Linked DNA regions of Sus scrofa: region 1 is linked to region 2. A link is a contact called in public HiChIP or PLAC-seq data. All regions are on one chromosome and are shown on one strand. The core of a region is the stretch at or near the end of the contact, and the rest is flanking DNA. Distances in the headings are between cores, read along the strand shown.

Region 1 (4,162 bases), core at 164-2,663, 200 kb after region 2:
GGAGTAGTCAGGTTCAAAGAGACAGAATGTAGAATGGTGGTTACCAGAAGCCAGAGAGACCAGGGGGATGGGCTGTTATGGTGTAATGGGTAGTTTCGGTTTTGCAAGATGAAGAATTCTGAGATGGATGGTGGTGATGGTTTCACAACAATGTGAATGTATTTACTGTCACTGTAACATTTACACTTAGCAATGGGTAGGATGGTTAAAAAAAAAGAACCAAGGCATGCTAAGCCAGACAGTTCCTATTTAAGATGTATTTTTGTAAAGAAGTTGGTTTTAGAATTAGATGCTTGAAGCCTGTACTGAGATACTCTGAAATCATAACGGTGGAAGTAGTTTGGATTATTTAAAATATAAGTGCCATTTTTAGACAGGTTTTTGAGAACCAATGGATAAACCTCCCCTATAAAAACTTACAGTTAAGGAGTTCCCTGGTGGCCTAATGGATAAGGATTTGGCATAGTCACCGCTGTGGCTCAGGTTCCAGGGAATTTACACATGCCACAGGTGCAGTCAAATATTAAAAAAAAAAAAAAAACCAAAACATTTCTAAGGAGTTCCTCTTGTGGTACAGCAAGTTAGGAACCCAACATAGTCTTTGTAAGGATGCCGTTAGATCCCTGGCCTCACTCAGTGGGTTAAGGATCTAGTGTTGCTGCAAGCTGTGGGGTAGGATGCAGATGCTGCAGGGTCCAGCGTGGCTGTGGCGTAGGCCTGCAGCTGCAGCTCCAGCTCAGCCCCTAGCCTGGGACCTTCCATATGCCAAAGGTGCAGGCCAAAGACAAACACCGAAAAAAACCCAACTACAGTTTAAGATTGTTCATGCTTTTACTATATTTTATTATTTATTTATTTATTTTTGTCTTTTTAGGGCTGCACCCACAGCATATGGAAGTTCCCAGGCTAGGGGGTCCAATCTGAGCTACAGCTGCTGGCCTAGGCCACAGGATCCAAGCTGTGTATGTGACCTACACACCATAGCAACTGCTGGATCTTTAACCCACTAAGAGAGGCCAGGGATTGAACTCTCCTCCTCATGGATACTAGTCAGGATCGTTACCACTGTGCCACAATGGGAACTCCAAGACTATACATGCTTTTAAAAAGTCAAATAATTAGAACTATTCCAATTACAGTCAATTGACATCTCATTCCATTTGGTAAAAACTGAACAATTTCTATTTCCCACTAATTAAAGAAACCCTTTATTTAAACTTACATTGAAAAAGGTTCTCCGGCAATTTCAATGTGCGAGAAGGTCTAGAGTTTTCTAGAAAGCGTTTAGGTAACAGGCCAGCAAAGGCATCTCCCTTTCCAAGCTCCCAAAGCTGTTTTGTGCTTCGCTGGGTTAGGTTTTGCCTGGTCCCCGCCCAGGTACCGCACACCCCGAAGCTGAGAAAGCGGGCAAGGCGGGGAAGGGGCGTGGCCCCCTGAGCGCGGGCTTCCGCGCGCCCTTACCCTGCGAGCCCTACTGCTGCTTCCTTCCCGCTGAGTTTTTAAGTTTCATTTCCTGAGGTGTCTGCTGGTTCCTCCGGCCGTGGCTTTGCCAGAAGCCGGTCTCCCACTGGGTTGCAGAGAGCGCCAGCCATGGCGGCCCGGCGGGGAAAGTCCACGCGGACAGCTTCAGAGGTGGGAGCCGCTGGCCCCAGGGCCTCAGCGCGGAGTGTAAATGGCGCTCCAACGGTGCCCGAGGCCGCCCGGCCTGGCGCACGGAGGAACGGCCCCTCCAGGGCGTCGGGATGCCGACGGGAGAAGAGCGGCCCGGACCCCCGGGAGAAGCCGCAGGTACGCACGAGGACGGCCCGCGCCGAGGACCAGGCGGAGGGCCCATCGGCTCCCTCCGAAAGGGTAGAGCCTCCTTCGGCCCAGGGGGCTTCCCTTCTCAGGGCTGGATCTTGCCGCGCGAGAGAGGCGCGCTCGGCGCGGGAACTGAGACCCCAGGCCGGGGCCACAGAGCTCGCAGCCCCCGCGCGGATGGAGGCACCCCCCGGCGCCTGGAAGCTCCAGACGGTGCTGGAGAAGGTGAGGCTGAGCCGCCACGAAATCTCAGAAGCGGCGGAGGTGGTGAACTGGGTCGTGGAGCACCTGCTGCGGAGGCTGCAGGGCGGAGAGTCCGAGTTCAAAGGCGTTGCCCTGCTGCGCACCGGGAGCTACTATGAGCGAGTGAAGGTGAGTTTCCCTACACCCCTGCGGTCCGCCCCCCACCCCCAACACCCAACCTCCCAGGGGTACTGGGGAAGTAACTTAGATTTGTTCTTTTGTGGCTTGTGACGTATTTCTAATTAAAACGCTGTTTCGTAAATTGACACAACGTTGTAAACCAACAATTCTTTAATTAAAGTAAATTAAAAAACAAACCGCTGTTTTGTTTTGGCTTCCCATCTGGATTGTAAGCCTCCTTGTCACAGAATGTTTTAAGAAACTTTGAACACTGTACAGCTGCTCATTTTACTGATGTGGACTCAGTGATGTTTGTTTATTGTAGGAAGACCTTGTGTGTGTTGGTTTTTGGATCTTAAACTCTTTTAGCACTGACGATCACTCATATAATTCTTTATTTTATTTTTAAAAATTTTTTTATTACTCAAATGAATTTATCACATCTGTAGTTGTATAATGATCATAACAATCTGATTTCACAGGATTTCCATCCCACAGCCCAAGCACATCCCCCCCACCCCCCAAACTGTCTCCTCCGGAGACCGTAAGTTTTTCAATGTCTGTGAGTCAACATCTGTTCTGCAAAGAAGAACACTCATATAATTCTAAGGCATCTTGAAAACCAAGTGAACAAAACTTTCATTGGACTATCTGTATATCTTGAGCATATTACCTAAGTATCAATCAGTTCTATTGTATAAAGTGTCCAAACGAAAGAGAAAGTTACTAGTTAGAAATAGAGAACGCTCTTTTCTGGTTATCGCTGCGCCAGGCGTCATGAGCAGCAAAGTCTCTCAGGACACCCTCTACAAGGCGGTGCAGGAAGTCCTGCACGGAACCAGCACAAGCGCAGGAAGTTTTTGGAGATGGTGGAGCTTCAAATCAGCCTGAAGAACTATGACCCACAGACGCTTCTCGGGCACCTCAGGCCTAAGTCTACTCCCCGCCCCAAGTTCTCCGTTTGTATTCTGGGAGACCAGCAGCATTGTGATGAGGCCAAGGCTGTGGATATCCCACACATGGACATCGAGGCACTGAAGAAACTCAACAAGAATAAGAAACTGGTCAAGAAGCTGGCCAAGAAGTATGATGCCTTTTTGGCTTCAGAGTCTCTAATCAAGCAGATTCCATGAATCCTGGGCCCTGGCCTGAATAAGGCTGGCAAGTTCCCTTCCTTGCTGACCCACAATGAGAATATGGTGGCCAAAGTTGATGAAGTGAAGTCCACGATCAAGTTCCAGATGAAGAAGGTGCTGTGTCTCGAAGTGGCTATTGGCCACGTGAAGACGACAGATGATGAGCTTGTGTATAACATCCTTTTTGCTGTCAACTTCCTGGTGTCATTGCTCAAGAAAAATTGGCAGAACGTCTGAGCTTTGTACATTAAGAGCTCCAGGGGCAAATGCCAGCACCTGTACTAAGGATCAGCTCAATAAACCATTAAAAAAAAAAAAAAAAAAAAGAAAGAAATAGAGAAATGTCTCCAATTAGAAGCTTTTTTTTTTTTGGCGTTTTAGGGCTGCGCTTGTGGTGTATAGAAGTTCTTAGGCTAGGGGCCAAATCCAAGCTGCAGCAGCCGACCTATGCCACATTGACAGCAACTTGGGAGCTTCCAGCCTCCTCTGCGACCTACTTCACAGCTCTGGGCAACACCAGATGCTTAACCCACTGAGTGAGGTTAGGGATGGAACCCGCATCCTCATGGATTCAAGTTGAGTTTGTTACTGTTGAGCCACAATGCGAACCCCCAGAACCACTCTTCTTTTTAAAATCACATTGATGGCAAGAAAATGAAAGTTGTTTTATCTAAAATATGTATTGATTTTAAAGAACTGGTTATGAAAGGCCTACTTGTTCATTGTGGAGTCATTTCATTTGCCTGCCCTCCAGCAGGCTCCTTTAGCACAACAGAACCACCCCTTCTTACCTCCTTCCTCAGCATCTCCAGTCTTTGCCCTTGTTCCTTGTTGATGTCTCTGGATTTCAGAAAAGCACATAG
Region 2 (4,041 bases), core at 126-2,625:
CTGAAACTAATATATTGAAAATCAACTATATCCCAGTTCTGCAAAATCAATGTAATTTACCACATTAACAAATTAAGAAATAAAAAACAGATTTCCCACTGTAGTACAAAGAGGTTGGTTGCAGCGCCAGGAGGTAGGTTCCATCCCTGGCCTGGCACAGTGGGTTAAAGGATCCAGAATTGCCGCTGCTGTGGCTCATGTCTGAGCCCTGGCCTGAGACTGCTGGGTGGCCCAAAAATGTAAAAAATTAAAATTAAATTTAAAAAATAAAAGCCATATAATGATTTTTTAAATGTTTAATTAAACCACCACATCACACCTGCTAATGCTGAACCTGCATTTTAAAAGGAACTGCCTTGGTGATTTCCTGCATTCAGGTTTAAGTGGCATTGCTCTACAAGATTCCCAAAGGGCCAGAATCCTCAGAGTTTAAAATCTACATGATGATTTCAGTAAACTCAGGAACAAGGCCTTGTTCTAGTTTTAACATGATAACCTTCCTAGCATTTACCATCTGGAGGTCAGAGACGCCTGCAGGTGCCACCCTTCCCAATGGACCCTCTCAACTTGTTTCCACCTGGCCACTCTTCGGACCTGGCTGACTGCACCGGCGGCTTTTGAGCCTTCCCACCTACAGCGAACTCTTGAAGAGCATCTCCTTATGTTATTTTCCCTTTCATCTCCAGTTCATTCTTACCCACGATAACTGCCTGTGGTCACAACAGCTCTGTTCCACCCCCACTCCAACCCCCCAAGGCACGCCAGTGCATTTTCTTAGTGCTTCTAGCTTAGCAAATGCCAAGCGAACCTGTTCCAATTAGATCTGTGGAGACATAACATATACGTCAGATGATTCCATAGGGTGAAAGTATGAAACTGTTGTTATTGGGTTATTTGACCTACAAAATGGGCAACTGCATAGGATTCAACGATGTTTCTATTCACTGTTTTCCTCCTCAAAAGCGATCCTCGGGGCAACATGCTACCAGGGTTGCTAATATTCATGGCAATTCACTACTTTAACTGAACACAAACACACCACCCACCCCAGTTTGGTCCAAGCCCTCCCCTCAACAATGCGAGATATAAGCCCCCACCACCCGCCTCCGGGTTCCCAGCCACCCCTGCTCCCAGAGGGGCAGCACCAAGCTTCACAAGGCAGCGCACAGGAGGTGAGCACCATCCTTGAGGGCGCCAGCGACCCGGCCAGCCTAGACCTTGCGGCCAGCGGATGAAAGGAGAGAGCCAGCACCTCGCAAGGGGACGCCCCGCCAGCAGAGCAGCCTGAGCGAAGATGGCGGCGGGGGCGGGGCCTGCGTGCCGCCATGGGCGGGGCCTGCGACAGGACGAGGCCGAAGGGCGGGGCCTGTGACGGGACGGGGCCGGTGGGCAGGGCAGGCTAGGGGCGGTGCCAGCGGTGCCAGCGGCCCTGCGCTGCCGGGGGGTTTCGGCAGTACCACCGAAGCTCTCTTTTCCGCGGGGTGGTTTGCACAGCAGCTCCGCGGAGGTGTCATGAAGTCCCCGGTCCCCGACACGACCCCGAGCGACTGCGAGGAGGGCTCGGACTGCACGCCGCTCCTGCAGCACGCCCCGCGGGCGGAAACCGGTGAGCAGCTGCTCGACCGAGGAAGCTCGGGCGGGCGGTGGTCCCAAGATGGGGGTGTCCAGAGATGCTTAGGCCACAGGGGACTGAGGACCAGGAGCCCACTCACGGCCCCCAGCCTTCCCAGCTCGGGTGCTCAGAAGCCGCTCTGGGGCCCAGGGCGCGGATGGGGCTGTGAGGCCAAGCCGGGCCGGGCGGAAGCCCCCGGGCCTCGACAGGTGCGGCCCCGGGGCCTCGGCAGGTGCAGCCGGCGGACCTACGGCGGGGCCTAAGGCAGCTGTACGCTGCGGGCTCTGGGCTCCCGGCGATTTTTGGTAGTATTGGGCAGGGAACCCCATGGAAGACGAACTGGGGAAGAATTTGGAAATTAATGGTCAGAGGGCGAAGCGGAGGATCCTGGGGAAGAGTGAACTGGAGGAAACCTGCAATTGAAGGGTAGAGGGTGGGATCGAGCCGCGGCTCTTCCTCCCTGTCGCTGCCAGGTTGCCACAGCTGCTCCTCGGCATGTGATCTGGTAGCGAGCTCCCTAGGCGTGGAAGGGAGACGAAAACGGGCTGAGGTCAACATTTGTGAGTAAATAGAGGGAAATGATTGGATAACCGGTGAGCGAATATCTTGAAATTATGCAATAAGAGAAAAAATGTATTGCATACTTTTTTTTCCCCTCTATAGCTAAGTCGTAGCAGTCTATGATTTAAGTTAGGAGACAGGTTATCCTCAAGATAGGCAAGCTCTCCATAAAGATCTAAAGTAATTTGCCCAAATCTTGCAACAAATGGAAAAGGAGGAACACATCTTCCCAGAATTTAGGGAAATTAAAATAGATTGCTATTTGATACTTTTTTTAAAGAAATTAAAACTAAAAAATAAACCAGTTTGCAGACATTCTATACCTTCAAGAAGAAACAGAGGAACATGAAAAAGAAACATGAGAAACAGAGTTGACTTAGAAATTTGACTTTTCTCCACCAAGACCTGTATAGTCTGTGCATCTTTTAAATTTGTTTTTAACGTTACCAGATGGTGGCGGTAGAGGTCGCAACACTGTAGCTCCATCTGGCAGCTGGGAGCCTATTTTCCTGGAAGCTTAATGTAAATACTGTATCATAGTGATGTTTTACTTGGAAGTCGGACTTAGTTCCACAAACTGATCATTTTCTGTGCGCTATGAGATTTATATAATTCTCTTCTGTACAGTAATCTAGTGTAGAAATACAGAAACAAATACTGTAATATAGATATTCTCTGGAGACTACTATATTCTGTGGCAATTGGGAAAAATGTATAATCAAATTTTAGCTCAAATGTTAAACATCATTAATTATCAGGAAAATGCATATTAAAACCATAGTGAGCCATTACACAACTATTAGAATGGCTAAAGTTAAAATACCTCAAGATACCAAATATTGGCAAACATATGGAATAACTAGAATTCTGATATTTTGCTAGTAAGAATGTAGGAGGGTACAACTACTTTGAAAAACAGTTTGGCCATCTATTTTAAAGTTATACAGACATACCATATGCTACACAATGTCTGTAGCAGCTTTATTCAAAATAGTAAAGAACTGAAAACAGCCCAACATTCCATCGACAGGTGAATAGATAAACAAATTGTAGTATATCCACAGATTCTCAGTAATAAAAAGAAACTACTGATACATATAACAACGTGGACAAATCTCAGATCCAAAAGAAACCACCACGGAGTTCCCATAATGGCTCAGCGGTAACAAACCTGACGAGTATCCACGAGGACAAGGGTTTGATCCCTGGACTTGCTCAGTGGGTTAAGGATCCGGCATTGCTGTGAGCTGTGGTGTAAGCTGGCAGCTCTGATTGGACCCCTAGCCTGGGTGCCTCCATATACCACAGGTGCAGCCCTAAAAAAAAAAAAAAAAAAAAAAAAAAAAAAACCACCATATTAAAGTCTGATTCCATCAGTATGAAGTTCCAAAGAAGCAAAACTAATCTGTAATAACAGGAAGCAGATCAGTGGTCTCATGGAAGCTACAGGCAAGAAGGAATTGACTGCAGAGAGGCACTAGGGTACTTTTCGGGGTGATGGAAAAGTTCTGCGTCTTGATTAGGGTGTGGAGATGTATACATTTGTCAGGATTCACCAAACTGAACACTTGAAATGGGTGCAGGTTATTGTATGTAAAATATGCCTCATAGAGTAGATTGAAAAAGAAAAAAAATTAACTCATTGCTTTGCAAAATAATCCCTGCTTGATTTATTTTTTGTTTATTTTTTACTTTAAATTATTTTTATTTTTTTCCAGTATAGCTGGTTTACGGTGTTCTGTCAGTTTTCTCTACTGTACAGCAAAGTGACCCAGTCACACAAATATATACATTGTTTTTCTCACATTATCCTCCATCATGCTCCATCATAAGTAGCAAGATATAGTTCCCAGTGCTATACAGCAGCC

What was found. HiChIP or PLAC-seq counts read pairs in DNA pulled down with a chosen protein or histone mark.
Region 1: an H3K27ac HiChIP or PLAC-seq map of alveolar macrophages shows a contact between it and region 2. The contact joins the promoter of MB21D1 here to the promoter of SLC17A5 in region 2. A contact is called at or near these places in 2 of 5 promoter capture datasets (fetal liver and liver) and 1 of 2 datasets of contacts at active chromatin or transcription factors (alveolar macrophages).

Annotation. Positions count from the first base shown.
Region 1 is chr1:92,481,840-92,486,001 of Sscrofa11.1, forward strand. MB21D1 (cyclic GMP-AMP synthase) reads left to right here and starts at 1,414. Exons shown (of 5, transcript XM_013985148.2): 1 at 1,414-2,172. The coding sequence starts at 1,591. It also overlaps the pseudogene LOC100515766.
Region 2 is chr1:92,285,446-92,289,486 of Sscrofa11.1, forward strand. SLC17A5 (sialin) reads left to right here and starts at 1,376. Exons shown (of 11, transcript XM_003121410.4): 1 at 1,376-1,606. The coding sequence starts at 1,513. LOC106506626 (a long non-coding RNA gene) reads right to left here and starts at 1,341. Exons shown (of 3, transcript XR_002344120.1): 1 at 1,253-1,341.